4 separate regions of the Sus scrofa genome follow, and regions 1, 2 and 3 are each linked to region 4. The links are chromatin contacts, called in public HiChIP or PLAC-seq and promoter capture Hi-C maps. All regions are on one chromosome and are shown on one strand. Each heading gives the region's core, a stretch centred on a gene start, on an enhancer-like site or on the middle of the called end of the contact. The rest is flanking DNA. Distances are from core to core; before and after follow the strand shown. Region 1 holds the start of TMEM87B (transmembrane protein 87B). Region 2 holds the start of CHCHD5 (coiled-coil-helix-coiled-coil-helix domain-containing protein 5). Region 3 holds the start of TTL (tubulin tyrosine ligase). Region 4 holds the start of ZC3H8 (zinc finger CCCH domain-containing protein 8).

Region 1 (6,634 bases), core at 3,780-6,279, 170 kb before region 4:
CATCTGTATGTCTTTTTTGGAAAAATGTCTATTTGGGTCTTTGGTCCATTTTTTAATTGGGTTATTTGTTGTTTTTTTGCTGTTGAGTTGTATGGGTTTGTGTATATTTTGGATATTAACTCATTACTGGATGTGCGGTTTGCAAATAGTGTCTTTCATTCTATAGGTTGCTTTTCATTTTGTTGATGACTTTCTTTGCCAGGCAAAAGCTTTTTTGTGTGACGTAGTCCCACTATTTTTTTTTTTTTTCTTCTTCTTCTTATGGCTGCACCTGTGGCATATGTAGTTCCCAAGCCAGGAACTGAATCTGAGCCACAGCTGCAACCTATACAGCAATTGTGGGAATGCCAGATCCTTGAATCTACTGTGCCAGACTGGGGATCAAACTTGTACCTTTGCAGTGACCTGAGCTGCTATAGTCGGATTCTTAACCCACTGTGCCACAGCGTGAATTCCTCGTCCTACTATTTTTGCTTTTGGTCTCAAATCCAAAAAATTGTTGCTGAGACCAATGTAAAAGGGCTTACTTCATTTTCTTCAAGGAGTTTTATAGTTTCAGTTCTTATGACCAAGTCTTTAATCCATTCTGTGTTGATTTTTGTATATGGTATAAGATAAGGTCCAGTTTCATTCTTTTGCATATAGATATCCAGTTTTCCCACTTATTGAAAAGATATCCTTTCCCCACTGATCATAAATGCATGGGTTTATTTCCAGGGTCTCTATTCTGTTCCATTGACCTATGTGTCTGTTTTATGCCAATAACATACTGTTCTGTTTACTACAGCTTTGTAATATAGTTTAAAATTAGGAAGTGTGATGCCTCCAGTTTTGTTCTTCTTTCTCAAGATTGCATTGGCTATCTGGAGTCTTTTGTGTTTCCATACAAATTTTAGGATTTTTCTATTTTTGTGAAGAAAAATTGGAATTGTGATAGGGATTGCACTGAATCTGTAGATCACTTTTGGGGGGATGGACATTTTAACAATAATAATACTTTCAATCCAGGAATCTTTCAATCATTTCTCTGTTGTCAAGGGCTTTGTAGTTAATAGATATTGTTTATTTACTCCCACTGATATCAACCACAGTTGCAAAAGTGCTTCTCTCTCAGTTGACACCTGCGGCTTCATGGAAGATCATATTTATGATCAGCTGTTGGAGAGGTTAAAAGTCTAAGCTCAGTGCACGGATGGATCAGCTCCACAGGGGCAAGTTCAAAACGGATAGCAGCTGCACTCTAGTCTTACTTAGGGGTGGCCTTGAAAGATAAGAGTGAGGAAGATATCCTTCCAGTGTTCCCAGGTTGGGGCATGGGACCGAGCTTTAGGCAATGCATCTGGTTATTCATCTCTTATGGAAAGAAAAGTTGTCCAAAGTTGAAACATATATGGATGTATGTGCAGTGGTTAATGGCTTAGCCAGCTAGTCAGGAATCTGGGAGGAAAAAATCAGAAGATTTGGGACAAGGAGGTCTGGGATAGAGGCATGTGAGTGGATCAACGGAAAAGGACACAAAGTGTCCTTTGTTAATAATTCTAACAGGAGCACCTATGATGGAGGAGGCACTAAATGGAGATGTGAAGGTAACCACTACCATTACATCTTTTATTTATTTAAATTCCTTAATATATTTACTGCAATTTTTAGAAGAATAATAAACACATTACAATAGAGTGTTAGGCAGGCTGACACACTGCTTAAACAGGTTAGAGGGGATAATTTGATTTGCAAAACAAATGCAACACGGTAGCATGAATATATAGCATGCAGGGCATTCAAACCCGCCATTTATAAAATCCCAAAGAGCAGTGGCTCTTTTTTTCATGTGATTCTCAGCAACGAACCTACATTTTTATTCTGTTTCTGCCAATAATTTAGCATGGCCTTAGGTTGTGGTCTAAACGGCATTCGAATGATCTTTATACGACAAGATGAAGAAAGATGAGAAAAATCAATTTCTATGCCCTAAAGACATAACTACTACCACTGAATTTCACCAGACCTCAGTTGCTTCGTAGTACCACTGCATCTTTTAAAAGCAACACTGGAGTTCCCTGATGGCTCAGTGCATTAAGGATCTGGTATTGTCACTGATGTGGCTTGGGTCGCTGCTGTGGTGAGGGTTCAATCCCTGGCCTGGGAACTTCTGCATGCCATGGGTGTGGAGGAAAAAAAGTAGCACTAATTTCTGCCATTCCCCCCAGGAGACAAAATGGTTTGGTTAGCAGGCCAGATTCAGAAGTTTCTACTTGGCCTTCCCCACTATCACAGCTCTCATCCTAGACACCAAGGACCAGGGTGAGGTTGTGCCAGCTATCAATTATGTGTATACACTCTGGAGCCAGGAAAATTACCGCGATGTGTTCTGTGTACCCAGGTGACTCTGTTTATTACCTGGGCCCTTATGCCTCCTTTTCTAATAGGTAGCCAATACCAACTATGATTCTGTCTGCAAATTCCTTGAATTGTTTGGGTATTTCCTGTCCCCAGGGTACAGCTACCTGAGTAAACTGACCCTTTGTGAAGACGACTGGTCCTGGATCTCCCAATTTTTCTCCTCTTCCTCCAGATGTTCCACATTTCATTTATTCCAGCCTTAACCCCACTCCTTCCTAAGCTCCAATATCTAATCAATTACCAAGGCTTTCTTAATTTAAAATCTTCATTTCCCATATCCCTGGCATCCATCCAAATCTCCATCCTCATAACTGCTTCTATAGCTGAGGCCACCATCTCTTAATTACTGTAATTTATTCTCAACTGGTCATACAAATTATTGAAATATTCTTAACTGGTTATCTTATTGCCCTCTTTCACAGTTTTCATAGAACAACAAAAATTATCTTTTTGATCACCTCATTCTCCTTGCTTAAAAACCACTGTTCAAAAAAAAGAAAAGAAAGAAAGGAGATTCCATCATGGTGCAGCAGAAATGAATGAAATGAATCAGACTAGGAACCATGAGGTTGCAGGTTCCATCCCTGGCCTCGAAAAGTGGGTCAAGGATCTGGTGTTGCCATGAGCTGTGGTGTAGGTTGCAGACATTGCTTGGATCTGATGTTGCTATGGCTGTGATAGCTGTAGCTCCAACTGTACCCTTAGCCTGGGAACCTCCATATGCATCCGGCTCAACCCTAAAAAGCAAAAAAAAAAAAAAAACAAAAACAAAAAACACTGTTGCCCCTCTGATGTTCTTAGACTAAAGCGCTATCTTCCTATCCAGGCTTAGGAGGAGCTGGATATTTCTGCACTGTTTAAATTTCTCACTCTTGCCAAGGTCCATCTGATACCAATACCTAGTCATTTGGTAGGTCTTTTTGTTCCTCCAAGCCTTAACACAGGCTTTCCTCTCTTTCCTAAAACACCTTCAAATCTACCCCTGGCTCCCACAACTAACTCACCGTTAACTCTTCCTAGGACTTAAATGATCTCATGTCCTCTCCTTCCACCAGCCTTACCTTCTAAATCTCTGGTGGATGCTCTTGTGTGATCTCTCCACACTTGTTATTCGTACCCATATAGACTGAGCACACTGTCTGTCTCCTGGGAAAGGCATGGATGGAATGCACCTGCAGTCTTTGTACCTATTAGGTTCTCAATAATTACTGGCTGAAAAACTGGCCAGGTCCTCTTAACTATAAATAGATCCTATCTTACATTAATGACACGGTTAAATTGTTAGGGAACCACTGACTGGAACAACCCACTATGGCCAGACACGGTAATAGACTCTTGCAGGAGTTGTTTCACAATAGGAGGGTTTGATAAGGAATGTGGTTCTGCCCTGAAGTCTAACAGGGCAGAATTTGGGAGGGAGGAGACAACCAGCCTCCCAGGATCCTTGGCGCTGGAATCCATCTTGGCTGAGAGGTGCCAGTCACCAAGGACCCTGAGCTTGGTGACCAAATATGGGACAAGCAAGATGATTGGCCAGAGACAACCCAGTATCCCTTCCCAATAAAGTCTTATAAAGTCTTTTTTTTTTTTTTTTTTTCTTTTTAGAACCGCACCTGCAGCATTTGGAGGTTCTCAGGTGAGGGATTGAAATGGAGCTGTAGCTGCCAGGCTATGCCACAGCCACAGCAACTCAGGATCCGAATTGCATCTGCGACCTACACCACAGCTCACCGCAACGGATTCTTAACCCAGTGATCGTGGCCAGGGATCCAACTCACATGCGCATGGATTCTAGTCGGATACGTTTTCACTGAGCCACAAAGGGAACTCCCCAATAAAGTCTTTTGCTTTGTCAGCTTATGCGTCTCCTCGGACAATTTATTTCCCAGTGTCGGACAAGAGGCAATACTCAGGCTCTTGGAAGGTATCCAGCTTCCTGCAACAAAATCAGGATTTTATTCTCCCTCTGGACATTATTTACATTTAAAAATAAACTACCATAGTTCTCTTTGGCAAGAGATTTATTTAGCTTTCACAGTCAAAAATGCCTGAAGTACACAATTAGACCCAAGCTCTGCCCCTCAGAGATTTAAGCAATCGGGGAACTTTATTTGTTCTGAAAATTATTAACTGTCCTACAGACATGGCATTACACACACAATACAATGCCTTGGGTTCAACTGACCCTACCTCAAAGCACTTTCCCGGCACTTACGGTGAATTTAGAGGACAGTTTGTTTCCCTCGTGCTGAGGTGACTGTAGTACTGGCAAACGGAGAGAATTCAAGAAAATGAAATAAAGCAAAACCTTAGCTAGCAACTCCTCCCTACGCATCCGTCCACAACCCCACGGAGCCTGAGATCTGAGCCTCCCGCCTGGGGCGGAAGCAGAAACCAGCTAGGGCAGGATTCTGAGCCCCGCCTCCCCAAGCCCCGCCCCCCGACCCGGCCCTGAGACCCACCCCTTGCCCCCATACCCACCCCCTCCTCCGTAGCCGCCAGATTCAGAGCCCCGCCTCCTCCCCGGCCCCGCCCCCCATATTGGCCCCGCCCTCACGCTCCGACCCTCCTCCCCCGCCCGCACCCGTTCTTTCCACGCTCTGGCCCCGCCTCCAGCTCCACGCAGTGGCCGGCCTCGAGCCCCGCCTCCATGTCCCAGCCACACTTCCCGGACCCGAGCCCGCCTCCCAGGGGCGGAGCTGCACCTGGTGCGGGCCCCGGGCTTGGCGGGCGTCACGGAGCGCCAGGTGCGGATTCCGCGTCAAGATGGCTTCTGCCGCACGAGCTGGGTTCTGGTTCCTTCCCACCGGGGGTCCGGTGCTGCGCGTCGCCCTCTGCCTTCTGTGCTGGGGTCCGGCGGCTGTGGGCGCTGTGCCCGAGCTTGGACTCTGGGCAGCGACGGTCAATGACGTAAGTGGAGCGTCGGCACCAAGGAGACGCACCTCTCCGGTCCTCAGGGTGTTCCCGGGGCTCGCCGGGGACCCAGCTTATTCCTCTGACCGGGCCTGCTCCGGGTGCCCTAATACGCTCTCTGGGCCTTTTGTCTCCCCTGGCCCGACCTAGGGAGAAAACCAGTCAAGCTTGTGTGCAGGGAACGGCTCTCCCTTCGGAGCCCTGTTCCTGTTCCTGAGGATCACCTTTCTCGACGGCCTGGTCCCTCGCTCCGCCCGGACACGCCCTGGCTAGATCGGGTCCTCGTTTATTCAGACCTGAGCCCAGAACCCCTCGGCACTCCCAGGGGCATCTTTGGATTTGACCCTTCTTCGTGCCCGGGTGCAGCCACAGGGCCACACCCGTGAGGCCTCAGGGAGGACTTGCCCGGCTTCAGTTTCCGCGTACATTTAGAAAGAGCATGTGCCGCTTTCTTTCTTACTCTTTTTTTTCCCCCCTTAAATGACAGTGGAACATGCAGTAGTCACCCCACCCCTCTTTCCCTATTTTGGGGCTCCTGGATTTCTCTCGGCCTCCTATCACAGCTCCGAGAGTATATGTGTGTGGGGAGTTGGGGCGGAATGTGTAATTAAAGGATATTTGCGAGCTAGTCTGGAGGCATGAATGCGTGGAAACTCTTCCTTTCCAGGGCAGGCCATTTGAGAACTTGGCATCAAGTAGTTACATGAGGTGATGTGGGAAGAATGCAGGGGTAGAATTTTGGAAAGATTTGCTAAAGAAGAGACAGGAAGTTGAAGAGGCTTTATGTCCTGCTCTTTTAGAGTAAGATGATTCGTCCAGTTGTTTGAGATGAGTATTTTTCCCATGTATAGAAACGTCCGAATTCTAAAGGCAAAACTTATATTTCGATTTCCTCAGCCAGAAAAAGAAAGTAGCACGAGAGGCTACAAATTCTTCCTACAACACAAACCTACCTGGGAGAGTAGATGTCCTTCTGTTTTTGTTTTTGTTTTTTTTGTCTTTTTGCCATTTCTTGGGCCGCTCCCGCGGCATGCGGAGTTTCCCAGGGTAGGGGTCGAATTCGAGCTGTAGCCTCTGGCCTACACCAGAGCCACAGCAACGTGGGATCCGAGCCGCATCTGTGACCCACACCACAGCTCACTGCAACGCCGGATCCTTAACCCACTGAGCAAGGCCAGGGATCGAACCCACAACCTCATGGTTCCTAGTCGGATTCGTCATCCACTGCGTCAGGACGGAAACTGAATTTTTAAGACCCAGTGCTACCATTTCTTCTAGGATTCTTCTGGGTTGCTGCCCTATTTTGTGTGCTGGTGATAGA
Region 2 (6,352 bases), core at 269-2,768, 250 kb after region 4:
CAACTAGGGCAGTTCAGGTCACAGCCTCCTGCGACGGTTCTTGCTTATCCCAAACTTGTGAGGGTCCAGGCTCCATACTAAACCTCCCACGTACACTACGTCTTATGTGAAGAATGTCACTGTCATCACCCCCATTTTACAGATGAGCATATGTTTAACGGAGCAGAACAGAGCCCTCTTCCTTCTCCACACGTCCTCCACCTGCCTCTTCTCCACAGAAAAACTTTAGCCTCCTGGGCCTTCCTCGAATTCCAAAGAGTCAATTTCAATCAGAGAAGTGAGAAAAATGCAAAAAGAAAGGAAAAGTGTCAAAAAGACAAGGTAATGATTGTTTAGGCATTAAAGTCAAAGACCTTTAGTTCTTCCTCAAAGGTTATATACCATACTTCAAGTCATGTCCTTTGAGCTATTTTGCAAATACTGAAACCCCCACCAGGTGGGAGAAATTAATTAATTGTACGCTGCCCACGAGCAGGTAGACCCCAAGCTGATTGTAACCAGAAGGTTGATGATGCTACCAATTACCTCACCACCAACCAATCAGAAGAATGTCTCGCCAGCTGATAGCCCCCCCCTCCCTCACTCTGTCTTTAAAAGCCTTTCCCTGAAACTCTTTGGGAAGTTTGAGCCTTTTGGACATTAGCTACCTGGGTTCTTGAGTGGTGCCAGCACTTTCAGTCACCACAACCAGGTGTCAGTAGCCTGGCTTTATGGAGGGGAGGTGGGAGCCAGCATCAGGACCCAATTTTTGTTCCTAATTTGCCCAAACAATTATCACTTGGTTACAAATGACTGACACCTGTTCCCCTATAATGCTGCGACAAACTACATTTTATGATCATTTTGGCTGGAGTCAGGGAAAACCTCTGCATACTAGACAGTACTGGTGCTCAGTTCTCTGACCAAGGGACAAATACGTGGAGCCAGACACTGGAAGACATGAGGAGGTGGAACCATCCCACCAGGAAGAATTACATGGAAGTAACTCCCCCATTGTGACACAGAGCTAAGATTAAAACTCACGTTCATGCTGGCTTCAGAGTTTATGCCCAGGGGTGGGGGACGCGGTCTGGGTAACCCATGCTGAGCAGTCAGGAGGTCCAGGCCTCCTCCTGGTCCAGCTTTTGGGGAGGCTGTTTCCCCGCCCCTCAGCCGCGCGCACACCACGGTCTGCAAGAGGCGAGCGAGCGCATGCGCAGAGTTGCATTAGGGATCCCGTTCCCTGCGGCCAGCAGCTGACAGCTAAAGCACTCAGCTGCTGCGCGCATCCGCGAACGGCTGCATTGATGAGAGCCCGCAGCAGCAACAGCCACTCTCCATCAGCTCCAGTCCGGCGACTAGGAGCGCGTGTGGCTGCGGCCAAATCCCTCAAAGAGCCACCCAAGTCAGCGCCGCACTCGCCTCGGCACCGAGGCGCCACTGTACGTCCCAGCACTTCCGGGGAATTCCCCGCACCGCCCACGTAGGCCGGAAGGGCCTAAAATACCCGAGCCAGCTAGGGACGGAAGTGGCTACGCAGGGCGCCGCCATGACAGGCCCCGGACCTGAGGAGAGGCAGGGCGCCGCCATGACAGATTGGGCCTAAAGGGAGCGGGCCTGCTAGTCCGCTCTGCAACCGGAAAAATCGAAATAAGGAGGGCTTAGCTGGGCGCCGCCATGACAACCTGATACCGGAAAAGGCGGAGCGCTCCTTCCCCATTGATCCTCCTTCGGCCTCGGCCTCAAGATGTGAGTAGCGGGAGCGCCTACCCTGTACCTGCCCCCGCACTCCTTCTCTTTCCCCAGTGATCTGGACTTAGGCCAAGATTCCGGGAAGAATTGGCTTCTCTGTTCCCGGGTCCGAGCCTCGTGATTCAGCGCATTCCCTTGCGAGCTCCAGTTCTCGTGTTCAAGCCTCGCCCTCTGAGCGTTTAGGTTCCACCCCTTCTTTGGGTGCTAACGAAGGACTTTTAGATCCAGTCTCTCTGTGCTCAAGTTTTGCCCCGAAAACCCTGGGTCTTGTCCTCACCCTGCAACCCTACGATTCCAGACTTGTCTCAGGGCCTCCAGGACTCCCAGATCCGTCCTTAGAGCTCCAAGTTCCTCTCCTTGGCTCATCTAACTTTACCATTTGAACCTTCCAAATCTGTCCTTTGCCTCAGACCTCACCTATAAGGCCCACAGACTTGTTCCTAGATGCCTCTGATCTCACTCTGGATTTTCAGATCTTGTCTCCCCAATTTGAAGAGCTTATTTGTGGGACACTTAAGATTTACCCTAGACCCCCAAACCGCCCCAGGGCCTCAAGTCTCACTTTTCAGTACCCAATCCTCTGGCCCCATTTCGAAGACAGTCTGGTCAAGAGACCCTTCCCCAGGACCTAAGACCTCACCCCTTGCACCTCTAAACCTCACTTTTAGGGCTTTCAAACTCATTTAGGGCTTCCAGGTTCTCTCCAGGAACTCTAGGTGTTAATTCTAAGGCCCTACGAGCTTTTCTGCATGATCCCCAGGTAGAAACTAGAGAATGCTAGAACTCTAAAACCTGCCGTCCAGGACCTTCAAAGTCTGCTTCAGAATAATCAGACCTTTTTTTTCAGAACTTCCACTATCTCCCCTGAAGCTCTGAGCCTACTCCACAACCTCCAAGGCTCATGCCTTACCTCTCTAGCTCCTTGGCCCTATCCCAGGATCCTTCAGGCTCTCAGATTTGTCCAAGATGCCAGTCCCACCCTAGACTCAGATCAGAACTCCATCTCTTGCCTGCTGCCTGCAGTTACCCTCAGTCTGTCCTGTCTCACAGGCAAGCGGCCCTGGAGGTCACTGCCCGCTACTGCAGCCGAGAGCTGGAGCAGTATGGCCAGTGTGTGGCAGCCAAGCCTGAGTCATGGCAACGGGACTGTCATCACCTTAAGATGAGCATCTCTCAGTGCACGTCCTCCCAGTGAGTGTGGGCAAGTACAGGGCAGTGGGGGGTGGGTGGACATCGGAGTGGAAGTCTCTCTGAGCCTGAAATGCCCTGCCCTCGCAGCCCAATCATCCGTCAGATCCGCCAGGCCTGTGCAGAGCCTTTTGAGGCCTTTGAGGAGTGTCTCCGGCAGAATGAGGCAGCCGTGAGCAACTGCGCAGAGCATGTACGCCGCTTCTTGCAGTGTGCTGAACAGGTGCAGCCGACACACTCGCCCTCAACCACGCAGGTAAGTTAGGGGCTTGGCAGTTCATCCCACTCCTTTAGCCTCTGGTCACTCAGAGTAAAAATCTTGGAGGCATCCTTAGCTTCACACACACCTTCCCCATGCATCCCGAATCCAGAACATCAGACCATGGTCCCCTGTTGCCCCATCCACAGCCCCTGCTTTAGTCCAGCCATCTCCCCCACCCCTCCACTGCCAGGACACCTGCTCCAGGCTTCTTCCTGGTCTCCCTGAATCCTCTCTTACCATGCTGCCATGCAGTGGCCAGAGAGAGGGTTAAGGAACTGAAAACTGAAGTTCCCATCATGGCTTAGTGGAAGCGAATCCAACTGGGAACCATGAGGTTTCAGGTTTGATTCCTGGCCTCGATCAGTGGGTTAAGGATCTGGCGTTGCCGTGAGCTGTGGTGTAGGTTGCAGATGTGGCTTGGATCTTGCAGTGCTGTGGCTGTGGTGTAGGTTGGCAGCTACAGCTCTGATTTGACCCCTAGCCTGGGAACCTCCATATGCTGTGGATGCGGCCCTACAAAGCAAAAAAAAAAAAAAAAAAAAAGGAACTGAAAACTAGTGTCATTACACCTTAATGAAAGCTCATGAATGGCTTCTCATCTACACTGAGCACAAAATCCCAGGTTGCTGCCAGGTTATCTGTGTTCTTCTTCAGGCAGAGCTCCTGCAGCTCCCTTACGTACTCCCCCTGTCTTCCTCATGGCCCCGGCAGCTGTTCGGACCCAGGGGGTGAGGATGGCCCAAAAAAGCCTTAATTCTTTTTTTATGTATGTAGTACAGAAACATATATATGGTATAGCTATGCTATTAAAATTTCATGGGTGGGAGTTCCCAACGTGGCTCAGTGGTTAACGAATCCTACTAGGAACCATGAGGTTGCGGGTTCGATCCCTGGCCTTGCTCAGTGGGTTAAGGATCCGGCGCTGCCATGAGCTGTGGTGTAGGTCGCAGACGTTCCTCAGATCCCGTGTTGCTGTGGCTCTGGCGTAGGCCAGCGGCTATAGCTCCGATTAGACCTCTAGCCTGGGAACCTACATATGCCGTGGGAGCAGCCCTAGGAAAGACAAAAAAAAAAAAAATTTTCATGAATGGGTGAAATTTTTTAAAAAATATCTGAAAAGGAGTTCCCATCATGGTGTAGCAGAAACGAATCTGCCTAAGAACCATGAGGTTGTGTGTTCGAGGCCAGGTTCAATCCCTGACCTCGCTCAGTAGGTTAAGGATCCAGCGCCGTGAGCTGTGGTGTAGGTCGCAGACATGGCTCAGATCTGGCATTACTGTGACTGTGGTGTAGGCCAGCAGCTGTAGCTCTGATTAGACCCCTAACCTGGGAACCTCCATATGCTGTGGGTGGGGCCCTAAAAAGGAAAAAAAAAATCATCTAAAAAGACTCCAGGGGTGGAAGGGCACAGTAATGGGAGAAAAAAAAATAAGAAAGTTTGAGAAACGCTGGTGTCTCCCACTGACCTGTGAGCTCTAAAGGCAAAAGCCACTTCTTTCATCAGCTCCCTCTCACTTGTCCCTCTCAGTTCCCGGGGCTCCATCTCCTCTTGCACCAGAAGAGAAGCCTTCTCTTGGGCCTCCATGCTCTGTCTTTCCTCTTTCACTCCATTCTGTGTGAAGGTCCCAGAGTGAGCCCAGAGGAAATCTGATTGCGTGCTTCTTTACTTAAAAACCTTTTCATGGCTCTCATTTTGACCAGGCCAAGTCTAAACTCTGGCCCAGTTTCTAGGGTCCTGCAGGGTGTGGCCTCTGACCCTACCTCTCCCTACCTCCATCTCAAGTTCTGTGTTGCAGTTACTCTGCTGCAGGTCTCTCCTGCTGCCGGGCACTTATCTCACTATTTCCCTCTGCCTAGACTGCCCTTCCTGCTCTATCTGGCTAATTCCTATTCCAGCTTAGATGTTCCCTCCCTTAGAAAACGTCCCCTCATGGCCCATCTCCATCCTCCCGAGGTCCCTGAGCTCCCTCCATTATGGCTTCTATTTCATTGCCTTATAACTGATTGCTTCCCATCGCCTGCTTCAGAGGACTTTTTGGCTGAAGACTAGGGAGATAGCCTTCCAGCAGATCTTGTAGTCATCGAGTTTTTGGTTTTTTTTGGCCACACCTGCAGCATGAAGAAGTTCCCAGGTCAGGGATCGAACCCGAACCACAGCAGTGACCCAGCCATTGCAGTGACAATGCCAGATCTTTAGGTACTGTGCCACAAGAGAACTCCAGTTTGTTTGTTTGTGTGGTGTTTTTTTTTTTTTTTTTTTTTAAATAAGGGATAAGTGAAAGCTTCAGGTCCCAAGAGTAGGCACCAGTGAGACAGACTTTTAATTCTGTTCAGAAAATATTCAGTAATAGAGTTCCTTAGTGGCCTAACAGTAAAGGATCTGGCATTGTCTTCTGTAACTTGGGTCACTAGTGTGGGTTCAACACCTGGCCTGGGAACTTCCGCCTGCTGCAGGCATGGCCAAAAGAAAAGAAAAAAAAAAAACAAAAATAAAAACAAAGTATTCAGTAATGACTACATACTGATCATATTAGCTAATTAAACATATGTTGGTGACGTTTTTTCTTTTAAGTTTTTTGAGTATCTGCACAAAGACCCCACCTTCCTATCTTAGGGCCAGTTCCTTCCCTCCCTGGATGAGCAGCCAAGCCTCTCCCTGGTCTTCCGGTGGCCACCCCTGCCCTCCCTCCAAATCTGCTCTCCTCTGGTGGACAAAGGAGCTTTTATTTTTTATATATGTGTGTGTGTGTTTTGTTTTTTTTGTTTTTTGTTTTTTTGTCTTTTTGCCTTTTCTAGGGCTGCTCCCACGGCATATGGAGGTTCCCAGGCAAGGGGTCTAATTGGAGCTGTAGCCACCGGCCTACGCCAGAGCCACAGCAATGTGGGATCCGAGCCACATCTGCAACCTACACCACAGCTCACAGCAACTCCGGATCCTTAACCCACTGAGCAAGGCCAGGGACCAAACCCTCAACCTCATGGTTCCTAGTCGGATTTGTTAACCACTGTGCCACAGTGGGAACTCCCAAAGGAGCTTTTAAAAACAGAAATTGGGTCACATCTGTCCCCTTTAAAGCCTTGTGGTTCTCCAGCGTGCTCCAAGTAATTACCATCACACCCAGCTTCTCCTCCCTGTCCTCTCCTTCCTGTAATAGCGTCCCATTTGCAGCT
Region 3 (6,506 bases), core at 699-3,198, 140 kb after region 4:
CGGTGTGGCCCTAAAAAGCAAAACAAAACAACAATGGACAGTGTCAATGCCACCAGAATCACACAAAACAGGTTTCCAGGGGAAAGATGAGTTTTATTATTAAGAAAAGGGGATAAGGGGTGCTGCTGGACAAAACAATACCAAAAATGATGTTCACTACAAAATATGGGTGGGGATAAAAAAGGAGAAAAGTATCTACTGTATTTGCAAATACAGAGGTTACAGGAGTTCCTAATGAAATTCACAGCAGAGAGAGTAGCGGGCCTGTAGGGGAGAGTGGGTGGTGCAGGAGGGTGAAAGGACCCAGGCATGCTGAAAGTAGGTATCACTTTCAAGATGACTGGCTGTGAAGAGAAGCAGCCACAACGTTTTGGCCTGAGTTCTCTAAAAAGGTAGTCCTGGTATAACGATTTGAGGTTTACTGCGAAAGTGACCCCAAGACAGGTGGGATAGAAAACCGGAAAAGGAGGGAACCTAACAAGAGAAGATGCAGAAAGGAGTAAGTTGCAGCTGCGGACAATCAGAACTCTTCTGCAGCGACCTTGAAATAGAGCGTAGGATATATGCCTCCCGGCAGATTCATTCTCTGGAGGTTAGGAAGCCGGGCACTAGATACCCGCATTCCTCAGGGATGTCGGATTGCTGGGACGGGTGTGAAGGAACGTCATCATTACAGCACTCCTGGGTCTTGCCCCATTTCTCCTCTAAGCGAGCTTCCCATGGCCAGTGGAGCCTATGGGCAAAATGGAAGAAAGGAGGGCAATTTTACAATATAAGTAGATACCATGAGCACAGGGAGAGCAGGACAGGAAAGGTCGCAGGATATTCTTTCTCTAAAGAGTAAGACATCGGAAGCACATGGGTGATGTAGCTAATTTTTGAGGAAGTGTAGGAAGTTTGCGGGAAATCTGGTAGAGTCCTCTCTCTATTCCTCAAAATGCACCAAAAATGTTTCCTAAAAGGAAGTCAGGTAGGATCAGAACCAAGGGACTTTAAAGAACCTCCTTCCGGAGTTCCCGTCATGGCGCAGTGGTTAACGAATCCGACTAGGAACCATGAGGTTGAGGGTTCGATCCCTGGCCTTGCTCAGTGGGTTAAGGATCCGGAGTTGCCGTGAGCTGTGGTGTAGGTCGCAGACGCGGCTCGGATCCTGCGTTGCTGTGACTCTGGTGTAGGCCAGTGGCTACAGCTCCGATTAGACCCCTAGCCTGGGAACCTCCATATGCCACAGAAGCGGCCCTAGAAATGGCAAACAACAACAACAAAAAAGAACCACCTTCCGCCAACTCAGAAGGGGAAATCGGTCCGGAGGACGAAAAGCGAGTGGCCCAGCGCCGGTAAACGGCAGGGCGGAGTCCAGGGATCCTAGGGTCTGTGTGTGATCGGCGAATCTGAAGTCACCCCCTGGCTATGCACCATCCAGGAGGTCTCAGCAGGCTACGGAAGCATTCGACCCAAACGAAACCAACAGCCGCTTCTACGCCTCGGGTTCTCTGCGGTCCTTAAGCAGGAAAGTAAAAGAAGCCCATTTTGGACAAAGAATGGGGACTTACAACTTTCTGTTTTCATCCAGAAAACGTCCCTTTGAAAGAGTAGGTTGAAAACTACCAGAACAAGCCCTAAAAAGGGATCTTCCTCTGGCACCGCCCCCTTGGCCGTGACCCCGGGCTCGGGAGGACCGCCCCAGCTTCCGGTCCCACTCAGGGGCCTGTTCGGGAAGCTGAGGCTAAAGCCGCGCCCCCTCCTCCAGCCCCCGCACCATCTGCAGCTGGCAGCCCGCTCAGAGAGGGAGCCTGGCGCGCCCCCCGCGCACAGGCCCCCTCCCATCCGCCCGCCCTGGAGCCGGCCGCGCGGAATCACGGGGCGGAGGCGGAGCCGCGCCGACAGTGGGCGCGGCGTCGGGGCTGCGCTCGCTGCTCTGGCAGACGCGCGGGCGCCCGGGCGCCCGCGGCCGGCTACCCTAGAAGCGTGAGGGGCGGGCGCCCAGGCCGCTGGCGGGGGCGCGGCTGGAGCGTGTGGGGCGGGGCCGGCGGGGCCGACGGGTCGGGAGCGCGGCAGTCGCCCCGGCTGGTCCCACGCTGAGCAGCCGCTTGGCCGGCTGTTTCCTGCAGCGGCTGCAGGGGTGGCCCCGGCGCGCGGCCCTTCACCATGTACACCTTCGTGGTGCGCGACGAGAACAGCAGCGTTTACGCCGAGGTCTCCCGGCTGCTGCTCGCCACCGGCCACTGGAAGAGGCTACGGCGGGACAATCCCAGGTTCAACCTGATGCTGGGAGAAAGGAACCGGCTGCCCTTCGGGAGACTGGGTGAGCTTCCCCGTTTCGCGCCCTCCCGCTCCTCCCGGTAGAACGGGCGCTTTTGTTTTAAGGTCAGAAACCTTCCCTCCGTCGTTTCTCGGGCAGATAGATAAAAAATGCATCCCTTAAAGGACTAAGCCCATCGTTTTTCGTGCCTTCTCATCTCCTAAATCGGATTCGGGGCGGGAATGTAGGTGCGGGCTCCTGGAGCCGCGGCTGCCTCTTTACCATGACCCGTCCCTGCAGCCGGGGGCGGGGAGCCCAGGCCTCGCGTCTCCCGGATTCCCCAGGCCCGACGTCCCCAAATCCGGCAGGTCCGCTGGACAGATCGCCGGGCGGGGCGCGGCTACGCGGAGCCCGCTGCTGAAATCTCGCCGGAGTCCTCTTGCACATTTTCTTCACTAAGGATCCTGCCCTGCCTATGTTGGCGCGGGAGGGGAGCTTGTGTGTGTTGAAAACCCTGAGGATTCAGCTACCCAGAGGCTCAGTTAAACTGTCAAAGGATTTGGAAGAGACCTGGATTCTGAAAGCCTGAGCTTCAGCAGTGAGCCCAGCCCAGGGAAGGGCGGAAGGGTGTCTTCTCTTAGCTTCACCAAAGAACACATTCTCACGATCGTGGGTTGAATGCAGATGGTAGGTGACGCTGGATTCTCAGCCCTACTCTCTCTGCGGGAGTTACCTTCATTCACGTGGTTGAAGCTGGCACCACCGCGTCTACATCTTCCTCTGGAGGAAGGTGCTGGGGAAGCAGAGGACCGGCGGCTCCTTTTTAGATGATGTAAACCAGAAGTTGTGCACAGCACTTCAGACTCACATCCCATTGACCTGAACGTAGTCTCACGGCCTCTGACTGCACAGTCATGGGGGAATTGCAGCCTCACTAGGGGTAGCCATGTTCCCTGCCAGAAATTCCCCTGGGGTGGGGACCTGATCATATTGCCAGAGACAAATCCGTCAAGAGGAAAAGTCATCCCTGCCTTGGAGGGCTTCTCAGAGAGCCGTGTTCTATGTCCGGAGAGGGTACGGTTTTTAGAAAATAGGTGTGGTCAGAGGGTGGAGAGGTTGAATAGGGAAAGACTGAAAATAGACCATTTGGAATTGACTAGCCCTTGATGGGCTTATGGGGGGGGGACTGTAATGATTTGAGGGATGAAGGGTATTTCTACTTAGGCTTGCTGAAACTTTTTCTTTGGGAAAGGACCACCGACAACTTTCTATTGTTGTACAAGTGTGCCATGTATGATGAGGACTCCATGGAAGGGCTGATTCCAACCCCTAGAAGTCTTGGAATACAGAGAATGTGCCTGGAAGTTCCCTTTTGCGAAACTGTCTCCCCAGGAAGCCCTCAGCAAAAGAAGAAACCCTGAGTATAGTCGAGAATGTTTATTTCTGACTTGTTCTGTATGCTTCCCTGCCTGACTGACTTTCCTCCTTGAACTGAGCAGTGCCCGGCGGTCAGAGCTTAGGTGGAATCCTAAAATTAAAAGCTGACGAAAAATGGCTCTGTGGGGGCTGCAGCAGGGGTGGTTGGCACTGCTGCGAGGTTCCAGGTGAGGGAGAAAGAGACCAAACCTAGAGGGTCCAAATCCTAAACAGTGACCGTGAAGTCAGCAGATGATCAGTAAACATTTATTTGTTTTTTGGCTGCACCTGTAGCATGCAGAAGTTCCCAGGCTGGGGGTAGAATCTGAGCCGCAACTGTGACCTGTGCCACAGCGGTGGCAACACCAGATTCTTAACCCATTGCACCATAGTAGGAGCTTCAGTAAACTTTTTTTTTTTTTTTTTTTCTCTTTAGGGCCACACCTGCAGCACATGGAAGGTCACAGGCTAGGGGTTGAATTGGAGCTGCAGTTGCTGGCCAATGACACAGCCACAGCATTTTGGGACCTGAGCCACATCTTTGAACTGCACCACAACTTGCAGCAATGCCAGATCCTTAACCCACTGAGCAAGGCCAGAAATTGAACCTGCATCTTCATGGATACTAGTTGGATTCTTAACCTGCTGAACCACAGTGAGAACTCCAACATTTAATTTTTATGGGAAAGAAAATGGCATCCCACAACCAGATGGTTATTGGCCTTCCCTGTTAGAAATATTTACGTTTTGCTTGAAGTACACTGTGTGAAACCCAAAGAGATGGCCCAGCCTGTAAAGGTTCAGGAATGCCAGTGCCATGGGGATAAGAAGGTAGGCAGTTCAAGTATGAACCAGCCATCAGTCCCAGAGAGACCAAGAGAGCTAGTCAGTGCCTGAAACTTTTTACTTAATTGTATGCTGTTCTCAGATGAATTATTCTTACCTCTGGCATCTTCAGTTTAAACTCCCTTTGTTTGGTTCTACTTTTATTTGTGCTGCTGAAAACTCTATGCATTTTCTTATGATGTTAAACAAAAATGGAGACTTTTGGAGTTCCTTGGTGGCTCAGCAGGTTAACGGTCCAGAGTTGTCACTGCTGTGGCTTTGGTTACTGATGTGGCAAGAGTTCAATCCCTGGCTTGGAAACCTCTACATGCTACAGTGTGACCGAAAAAAAAAAAAAAAAAAAAAATTTGAGGAGTTCCTGTCGTGGCGCAGTGGCTAACGAATCCCACGAGGAACTGTGAGGTTGCGGGTTTGATCCCTGGCCTCGCTCAGTGGGTTAAGGATCCGGTGTTGCCATGGTGTGGTGTAGGTCTCAGACGTGGCTCGGATCCCACGTTGCTGTGGCTCTGGCATAGGCCAGCGGCTACAGCTCCAATTAGACTCCTAGCCTGGGATCCTCCATATGCTGTGGGAGCAGCCCTAGAAAAGACAAAACAAAAAAACAAACAAACAAACAAACAAAAAACTTTGATGCTTTTGTAGAGATTATCATATTGAGTGAAGTAAGTGTGGCAGAGAAAGACAAATATTATATGCTGTCACTTATGATTGTATGGTTCCACTTATGTAGAATCCAAACAATAGTACAAATGAATTCATTAACAAAACAGAAACAGACTCACAGACATAGAAAACAAACTTATGGCTAGCAAAGGGGAAGAGGATGGAGAGGGATAAATTAGGTATGTGGAACTAACAGTACACACTGCTATATATAACATAGATAAACAACAAGGATTTACTATAGAGCACAGGGAATTATATGCAGTATCTTGAAATAACCTATAATGGAAAAGAATCTGAAATAGGTATAGATATATCTTAATCACTTTGGTGTACATCTGAAACTAACACAATATTGATAACCAACTCTAATTTTTAAAATTGAGGCTTTTCTTATTTATACCGTCTACTCCAATTTTATGAGGAGGGGGAATGCAGTATGATCTACTGAAAAGAGTTTCCCTTGGAGTTCCCATTGTGGCTCAGTGGCTAAGAACCTGAAATAGTGTCTGTGAGGGTGTGGGTTCGATCCCTGGCCTCATTCAGTGGGTTAAAGGATCCAGCATTGCCATGATCTGCCAAGTAGATCACAGATGCGGCTCAGATCCGGCATTGCTGTGGCTGTGGTGTAAGGCCTCAACTAAAGCTCCCGTTCGAGACCCCTCTAGCCTTGAAACTTCCCTATGCTGCAGGTGCAGCTGTAAAAAAAAGAAAAAGAAAATACTCTTCCATCCTAAAAAGGAAAAAGGCAACGGTGGTCTTTGGCAGACCTACAGTGTTGGTATCATAAGATCCACTCCTGGAAGTTCTCGTTGTGGCTCGGTGGGTTAAGAACCCAACTCAGTGTCTGTGAGGATGTGGGTTCAATCCCTGGCCTCACTCATCAAGAATCCAGCATTGCCACAAGTTCCTGGGCTAGGGATCAAATTCCCACCACAGCAGCGACAACCAAGCCTCAGCAGTGACAGTGCTGAATACTGTCCTGTCTCCTTTGTGCTGGTGCTGACCATGTCATTTCCCACCTGTCCCCTTTCCCTTCTGAGCCTCCTCTTTCCTTCACAGGTCACGAGCCTGGATTGATGCAGTTGGTGAATTACTACCGGGGCGCCGACAAACTGTGTCGCAAAGCTTCCTTAGTGAAGTAAGTGTCCTCTGACACCTGTGTTTTCCATCTTTTATCTAAACGGTTTTAGCCTTCATCCTGGAGAACTTAAGCAAAAATGGGGGATTATCTTTAAAGGGCAAAAATACTTTTTTTAAAAAAACCCAACAGATAGCAGTTTTTGATTGCAATTCAACCTTTGCGCTCTGTGCTTGATAAAGCGGTTTGTCTCTTAGG
Region 4 (6,612 bases), core at 2,509-5,008:
CCACTGATCTGTTCCCAGTCAGAAGTTCGGTCACATCCACCAGATGAGGGACCGAGCTATACGCCTGCTGCAGAGGCCAATGTTATGAGAGCCAATAAACCAAATGCTGAGGACTTTCCCATATTCTAGTTATCATCTTTTGGAGTGGAAAGCAACCTCTCCCCAGGTAGAGCGGTAACGGCAGAGCAATAACGGCAGCAGCTGACACTTGCATCATGCTTCCTCCGTGCCAGGTGCTGTTCCATGCACATCACATGTATCACAACAGCCCTAGGACATACATACTATTGGTAAAAAGCCCATTTTACAGATGAGAAAACTGAATGCAGAACACAATATAACTTGTCACATATCTAGCAAATGGCAGAGCTGCAATTTGAGTCCAGGCAGGCAGGGTCTTTCTTATTCGAAATACCCACCTGGATATCTACTAGACTCAACATTATCTCAAAACTCTTGTTAATCCTCCTGCTTTCTTAAACAGCAACTTCAGCCTTCTAATAATACAATCCCAAACCTTAAAGAAGACTTTACCACCTCTTTCATATTTCCCATCCAATCTGTGAGGAAATATATTTTATCTTCAAAATTTGTCCTAATCTGGAGTTCCCTGGTTGGGGATCTGGTGTTGCCACTGCTGTGGCTCAGGTCGCTGCTGTGGTAGGGGATGGATCCCTGGCCTGGGAACTTCTGCATACCGTGGGTAAGGATATATATATATATCCCTATCTGACCACATCTTGCTACTGATACTATGATCCAAGGTACTCTTGCCCCTCTTCCATTCTACTCTCAACACAACCAGATGCCCCTGCTAATAGGTCACCCTTGGCTAAAAACCCAGTAACTCTCATCTCATTCAGAGGAAAAGCCAAAGTCCTTATTATGGAACCTACAAGTCCCTTACACAACCGGCCTCCTGGTTTCCCCTCACCCCGCGCCCATCCCATTGCTTCTCAAGTTCTTCTCTTCAAGTCTTGCCATTCTTCCTCCACTCATCACTCTGGTCACTGGCTCCCACCACTCAATCACAGCAAGCTCACTCCACATCAGGACCTTCATATGGAATGCTCTGCCCATAGAAGATCAACCTCTCTCACTCCAGGTTCCTGCTCAAATATTACTTACCAATGTTACTAGTGAGGCTTTTCTTTCTTTCTTTTCTTTTTCTTATTTTGTCCATACCCATGGCATATGGAAGTGCCCAGGCCAGGGAATGAACCCATACCACAGCAGTGACCCAAACCTTAGCAGTGACAATGCCTGGTCCTTAACTGCTGGGCCATCAGGAAACTCCTAGTGAGGGTTTTCTTAACTACCTTCTTTAAAAGACCTGCACCCTCCCACCATCCCATCCTCCCTTATCTCCCTACCCTGCTTTCATTTTCTCCACATCACTTATCACCTAAAATACTAATATCTATGTATTGTCGGTACACCAAGAATATAAATCTCACGAGCACAGGGATTTTTATGTTTATCTATTTCTATATCCCCAGGGCCTAGAATAATGTCTCATATATAGCAGGTGCTCAATAAACAAGTAGTTTTACCTTAAAATTATTAGGAAAAGTAACCAGGAACCATAAAAGCTTGATTCATTTGATGACATTTAAAACAAACTAAAAACTATACATCGAAAATAATGCCACAGACAATCAAAAGACAAATAACAAACTGGGGGTAAAATATCTGCAGGCTAGAGATCCTAATATTTTAACAAGAAAGACCAGCCAAGAGAAAAACAGGCAAAGAATGTTCACAGACATGCGCCATACTTCAATACCATTCTTTGCCTAAAAGTGTCTTTTATGTAGTTCAGTTTTTGTGGAACTTCTGTCCAGTGCCTTATCAAATTGATAGCTGGTACTGGTTTTTTATTCATAGTTATTCACTTCTGTGATGATTCACCTTACTGAACTCTCTTATGTATTTTTCTCTTTGCTCTTTAAAAAAATATTATAGCTGATTCACAATGTTGTCTATTTCTGCTATATGGCAAAGTGGTCCAGTGATATATATATCATATATATATATATGATATATATACATGTTACATGTATATATATCATACATATATATACACATCCTTTTTCTCATATTATCTTCTATCATAAGAGACTGGATACAGTTCCCTGTGCTATACGGTAGGAGTATTTTAATAGTTTATTAATCAGTTCGTCTTGTTTTTCTTTGTAGATGATCATTTCACTGCCAATAATTAGTGTGTCTCTTTTCAGTTATGTATAGGCCTAAGTTTTAGTTTAGCCACTTTGCCTTAGAAGCATGGTGATGAAATCACCAATCTTTGAGTGACTGGCCGGGTAACTTAACCCTAGTTTGCTACATGCCTTCATATTTGTGTAATCTTGGCAAGTTATTTATCCTCTTTGTGCCTCAATTTTCTCATCTGCAAAAATGAGGATAATATCTTCAACGGTTGTTGTGAAGATTAAATGATGAGGGAGTTCCCTTCTTGGCTGAAGAGTTAATGAACCTGATTAGGATCCATGAGGATGTGGGTTTGATCCCTAGCCTCGCTCAGTGGGTTAAGGATCTGGCGTTGCTGTGAGATGTGGTGTAGGCCAGCAGCTGCAGCTCGGATTAGACTCCTAGTCTGGGAACTTCCATATGCTGAGGGTGTGGCCCTAAAAAGAAAAAAAAAAGAGAGAGAGAGATTAAATGACATATTTCAGTATTTCACATAAGGAACATAGTAAAGCTCTTGATGATGGACTGAATTAAGGTGATCTTTCCATTCAAGTATGTGAGACACAGAGAAGTTAAGGCATTTGAATGATACAGAGAAAGAAAATCAACCAGACTAAGACATATCAAGGATGAGAAAAATAATGCGTCATGGTTTGGACTTAGGGAAATTAGGAGAAACATCTAGAAGAAAAGAGGGGTTCTAGCATTTCAAACTCATAGGGAAAAAAGTGAAAGAAAACCTAGGTATAAACAGGTCTCTAAGAATGAGATCAATACCTGAGCGCCATCTGGCCACCCATCTCAGTACCTTTTTCAAGCCAAAGGAAATATTATATCCCAATGGTGTCTGCTGCTTTATTACAATATTTACGATCTTTCTATGTAAATCGGGAGACTAAAAGCAGACTACTCATTGTATATCCTTCACTGCTTAATGAACTTAGGATGTCGTCTTTTCTACCAAAAAGCGCCTAGCACGTGTAATGAGAAGTGACAAATGATCGGTATCCTTCAGAAGCTGATGATCTGAAAGTGCAAATGCTATGGGCACGCAGGTGGGCTCCCACCCGACCAGAGGGGCCCGAGCGCAGAGAGAGGGGCATCCCGGGCCTCCCTCGCCCCCACCCCGGTAGCCGCCTGGACCCCGCCTCTCCCCAGACTCAGGTTCCCAGGACCGCTGGCCGCAGCGGGCTACGAACCCGGCCCCATCTCCAGCTCCTAATCTCTGCCCCGGAACAACCTCTGGACGCCCAGCGGTCCCACGCGTTCCCCGCGGGACCTCGCGCCCTGGCCCCTGCCGCCTCCAGAAGGAACGAAGGGGCGGAACCCGGCCGGAGCCCCTGCGTTCAAACCATGAAAAGACTGGGGATCACCTTTCGTCACAATCCGTGGCGGGTTTCTTGCCGAGAGCTGGGTTAGGGGGTTTGGAAAAGAGATTCTCAAAATCCATCATCCGCTCCAGAGCCGAGCCCCGCAGCTACGGAGCAACAGAACAGCCTGAGGAGGAGTGGCTCCCGGCCGCGCACTGGCCCGCAGGTGGTCCGGCGCATGCGCCGCTCCGTTCCCGGCTCTGCGCACGCCCGCTCTCTTCTTCGCCGGCGGCTGTGCGCAGGCGCCCTTCTAGTTCTGTTGTTTCTGATATTGTTTTTGACATGCTTTTTGATATTTATCTCAAATGTTTCGTAGAATTTTAGAACTTAATCCTTGGGACTTTCCTTTATTTCACGTTAGTGAAAGATGTGCTCTCAAAGTCACAACGTTTTTAAGGAATGGTGGAAAGTTAAGGTTTGAGCACTCACTTTGTACCAGGCATCTTTTCGTTCCCCTCATCCTCACAGCAGCCCTTTAAGGAATATGCCATTAGCTTCTACGTCTTCAGATGCGTGAACAGAGCTGTGGACAGATTTTGCGATTTGCACACCCTTTACAATCCAATGAGATTAAAATAAACACCCAATTTTAATGCCGAAAAGTCCACTGAATGTACCAAGTGCTAAGAGAAATGAGGTAAGGGGGCCCAAAGGTTTAAAAAAATGGAGATAGATAAATAGGTAGGTAGGTAGGGAGAGAGAGAGAGAGAGAGAGAGAGAGAGAGAGAGAGATTGATTAAATGTTTTTATAAGATTCCCAAGCTTCACGAGTGGGACCTCGGTATCAGTGGGTTTTGGGCAGCTCCCTAGGTGATTCCAAAGTTGAACCTCATCTAATTGAACAGTTGGGCTTAAGGATGATTAGAGCCAGTTGTGCTCCTGTCCTGCGTGGCCTCCCCTCCAGCCCTTAGTGCCTGTTGTTGTTTTTTTCCTCAGCTGGTTAAAGAGGATGGGAATACTTGCCCTGCTTTCCTCTCAGACATGTTGTAAAATCCAGAGTGTAAAGAGTTAAAAAGCAAGTTAGAAAAGTGTCAAAGCACGAATACAACTAAGAGGTTTGTTGCTTTTCCTTGTTCAGTGTCTCACCACAGTGAGGCTTTGGAGAAGGGTTGCCAGATATCACACATAAGAACACAGGAGACAGATTTGAATTTTAGCTAAAATACAAATAACTTTTTTATTTTGTAGTATAAGTACATTCCATGCAATATTTAGGACATTCATATACCAAAACTTATTTGTATTTTATCTGGCAGCCCTATCTTGGCACCTCTTTCTCTGCTAAAGCTGACAGGGGTAGGAGCCCTGAGTTTTTCCTTTGTAGCTGCACATCTGTAAGGCTACCTTTGTTTAGGAGATTTTTTGTTTGTTTGTTTTTGATGTTAAACATTATTGTGAAGGAAGGCATTTCTAAACCTCTGATTTGAGAGGTGGTCCCATGTAGCCAGCCCAAAAGCCAATAAAGGATTGGGATGAGTGGTGGCCCCTCTGCTCTGCTGGCTACTGGCTCTCACCACATGGATAATTTGCTTTTAAAATTCAATGGAGGAATATCCATTTAGAGTTCTTTGATTTCGTTCCTCAGAGGTTTGTAGTTTTCCTCATATAGCTCATGCATATATTTTGTTAGATTTATACCTGAAGGGTTTTGTTGTTGTTAGAGTTACATCTTGTATTTTTATCTTTTTATGGGCTGCACCAGAGGCATTTGGAAGTTTTCAGACTAGGGGTCAAGTAGGAGCTGCAGCTGCAGCCCTATGCTGTTGCCACAACAACACCAGATCTGAGCTGCATCTGCGACCTACACTGCAGCTTGTGGCAACACTGGATCCTTAACCCACTGAGTGAGTTCAGGGATCAAACTCACATCCTCATGGACACTAAGTCTGGTTCTTAACTCACTGAACCACAACAGAAACTCCTTTTTTTGGTCTCCTTTGCTTGTTTTGCCCATACCCACAGCATGTAGAAGTTCCCAGGCCATAGATCAAACCCATGCTATAGCTATATCCAGAGCCTCAACAGTGTCAGCCAGATCCTTAACCTGCTGAACCACAAGGGAACTCCCTAATATAACTGTTTTTAGTTTCAAATTCCAATTGTTCATGGCCAGTATGCAGGAAAACTGTTGACTTTTGTATGTTAACCTTGATTTCTGCACCCTTGCTTTAAATGCTTGTTAGTTCCGGTATTTTTTGCCAATTATTTGGAATCAGCAGCTGCCAAGGGTGGGGTTGGGAGAAGGGTAGGGAAGGAGGAAGGAATAGATAGAGCACAGCAGATTTTTAAGGCAGTGAAACTATTCCATATACCGTAATGATGGACAGCTATTATTATATATTTGTCAAAACCCATAGAATGTACAACACCAAGTGAATCCAATGTAAACTATACATGTTAATGTATCAATATTAATTAATCAATTGTAACAAAGGTACCGCACTAATATAATATGTAGATAGGAGTTCCCTGGTGGCTCAGTGGGTTAAGGATATGGTATTCTCACTGCTGTGGCACAGGTTCAGTCCCTGGCTCTGGAACATCCATATGCTGAGGGCGCAGCCAAATAACTATCTAAATAAATAAAGATGTAGATAACAAGGGAAATTGTGTTTGTGGGAGGCAGAGGAACTTTGCATTTCCCAGTTAATTTTTCTATAAACCTAGAACTGCTCTAAAACCAATAAAGTCTATTAAAAAAAGGTGACAGAAGATTTTTGTGAAACAAAGATTACCAAGAGTTCCCTGTGGCTCAGTGGTTAGTGAACCCGACTAGTGTCCATGATGATGCAGGTTCGATCCCTGGCCTTGATCAGCAGGTTAAGGATCTGGCATTGCCATGAGCTGTGGTGTAGGTGGAAGACTCAACTCGGATCCCATGTTGCTCGTGGCTCTGGTGTAAGCCGGTGGCTACAGTTCCTCCACATGCTGCAGATGTGGCCCTATAAGACAAAAAGACCAGAAATAATAATAATAATAATAATAAAGATTCCCAGGGTTAGTCAGGACAAAAGGGGGTGGGGAGGGTACC

Evidence for each region. Promoter capture Hi-C pulls out the DNA fragments that hold promoters and counts their contacts. HiChIP or PLAC-seq counts read pairs in DNA pulled down with a chosen protein or histone mark.
Region 1: a contact with region 4 is called in an H3K27ac HiChIP or PLAC-seq map of alveolar macrophages. The contact joins the promoter of TMEM87B here to the promoter of ZC3H8 in region 4. A contact is called at or near these places in 1 of 47 Hi-C or Micro-C datasets (epiblast stem cells) and 1 of 2 datasets of contacts at active chromatin or transcription factors (alveolar macrophages).
Region 2: an H3K27ac HiChIP or PLAC-seq map of alveolar macrophages shows a contact between it and region 4. The contact joins the promoter of CHCHD5 here to the promoter of ZC3H8 in region 4. A contact is called at or near these places in 1 of 47 Hi-C or Micro-C datasets (liver) and 1 of 2 datasets of contacts at active chromatin or transcription factors (alveolar macrophages).
Region 3: a contact with region 4 is called in a promoter capture Hi-C map of liver, with 2.3 times the contacts expected there. The contact joins the promoter of TTL here to the promoter of ZC3H8 in region 4. A contact is called at or near these places in 1 of 5 promoter capture datasets (liver), 1 of 47 Hi-C or Micro-C datasets (liver) and 1 of 2 datasets of contacts at active chromatin or transcription factors (skeletal muscle).

Annotation. Positions count from the first base shown.
Region 1 is chr3:44,326,165-44,332,798 of Sscrofa11.1, reverse strand. It overlaps TMEM87B (transmembrane protein 87B), which reads left to right and starts at 5,029. Exons shown (of 20, transcript XM_021087028.1): 1 at 5,029-5,310. The coding sequence starts at 5,167.
Region 2 is chr3:43,910,916-43,917,267 of Sscrofa11.1, reverse strand. CHCHD5 (coiled-coil-helix-coiled-coil-helix domain-containing protein 5) reads left to right here and starts at 1,518. Exons shown (of 4, transcript XM_021087024.1): 1 at 1,518-1,728; 2 at 2,782-2,922; 3 at 3,010-3,175. The coding sequence starts at 1,727. It overlaps LOC110259964 (a long non-coding RNA gene), which reads right to left and starts at 1,378. Exons shown (of 2, transcript XR_002342486.1): 1 at 1,024-1,378.
Region 3 is chr3:44,018,053-44,024,558 of Sscrofa11.1, reverse strand. It overlaps TTL (tubulin tyrosine ligase), which reads left to right and starts at 1,948. Exons shown (of 7, transcript NM_001004041.1): 1 at 1,948-2,305; 2 at 6,230-6,308. The coding sequence starts at 2,149.
Region 4 is chr3:44,158,445-44,165,056 of Sscrofa11.1, reverse strand. It overlaps ZC3H8 (zinc finger CCCH domain-containing protein 8), which reads right to left and starts at 3,758. Exons shown (of 10, transcript XR_002342488.1): 1 at 3,585-3,758.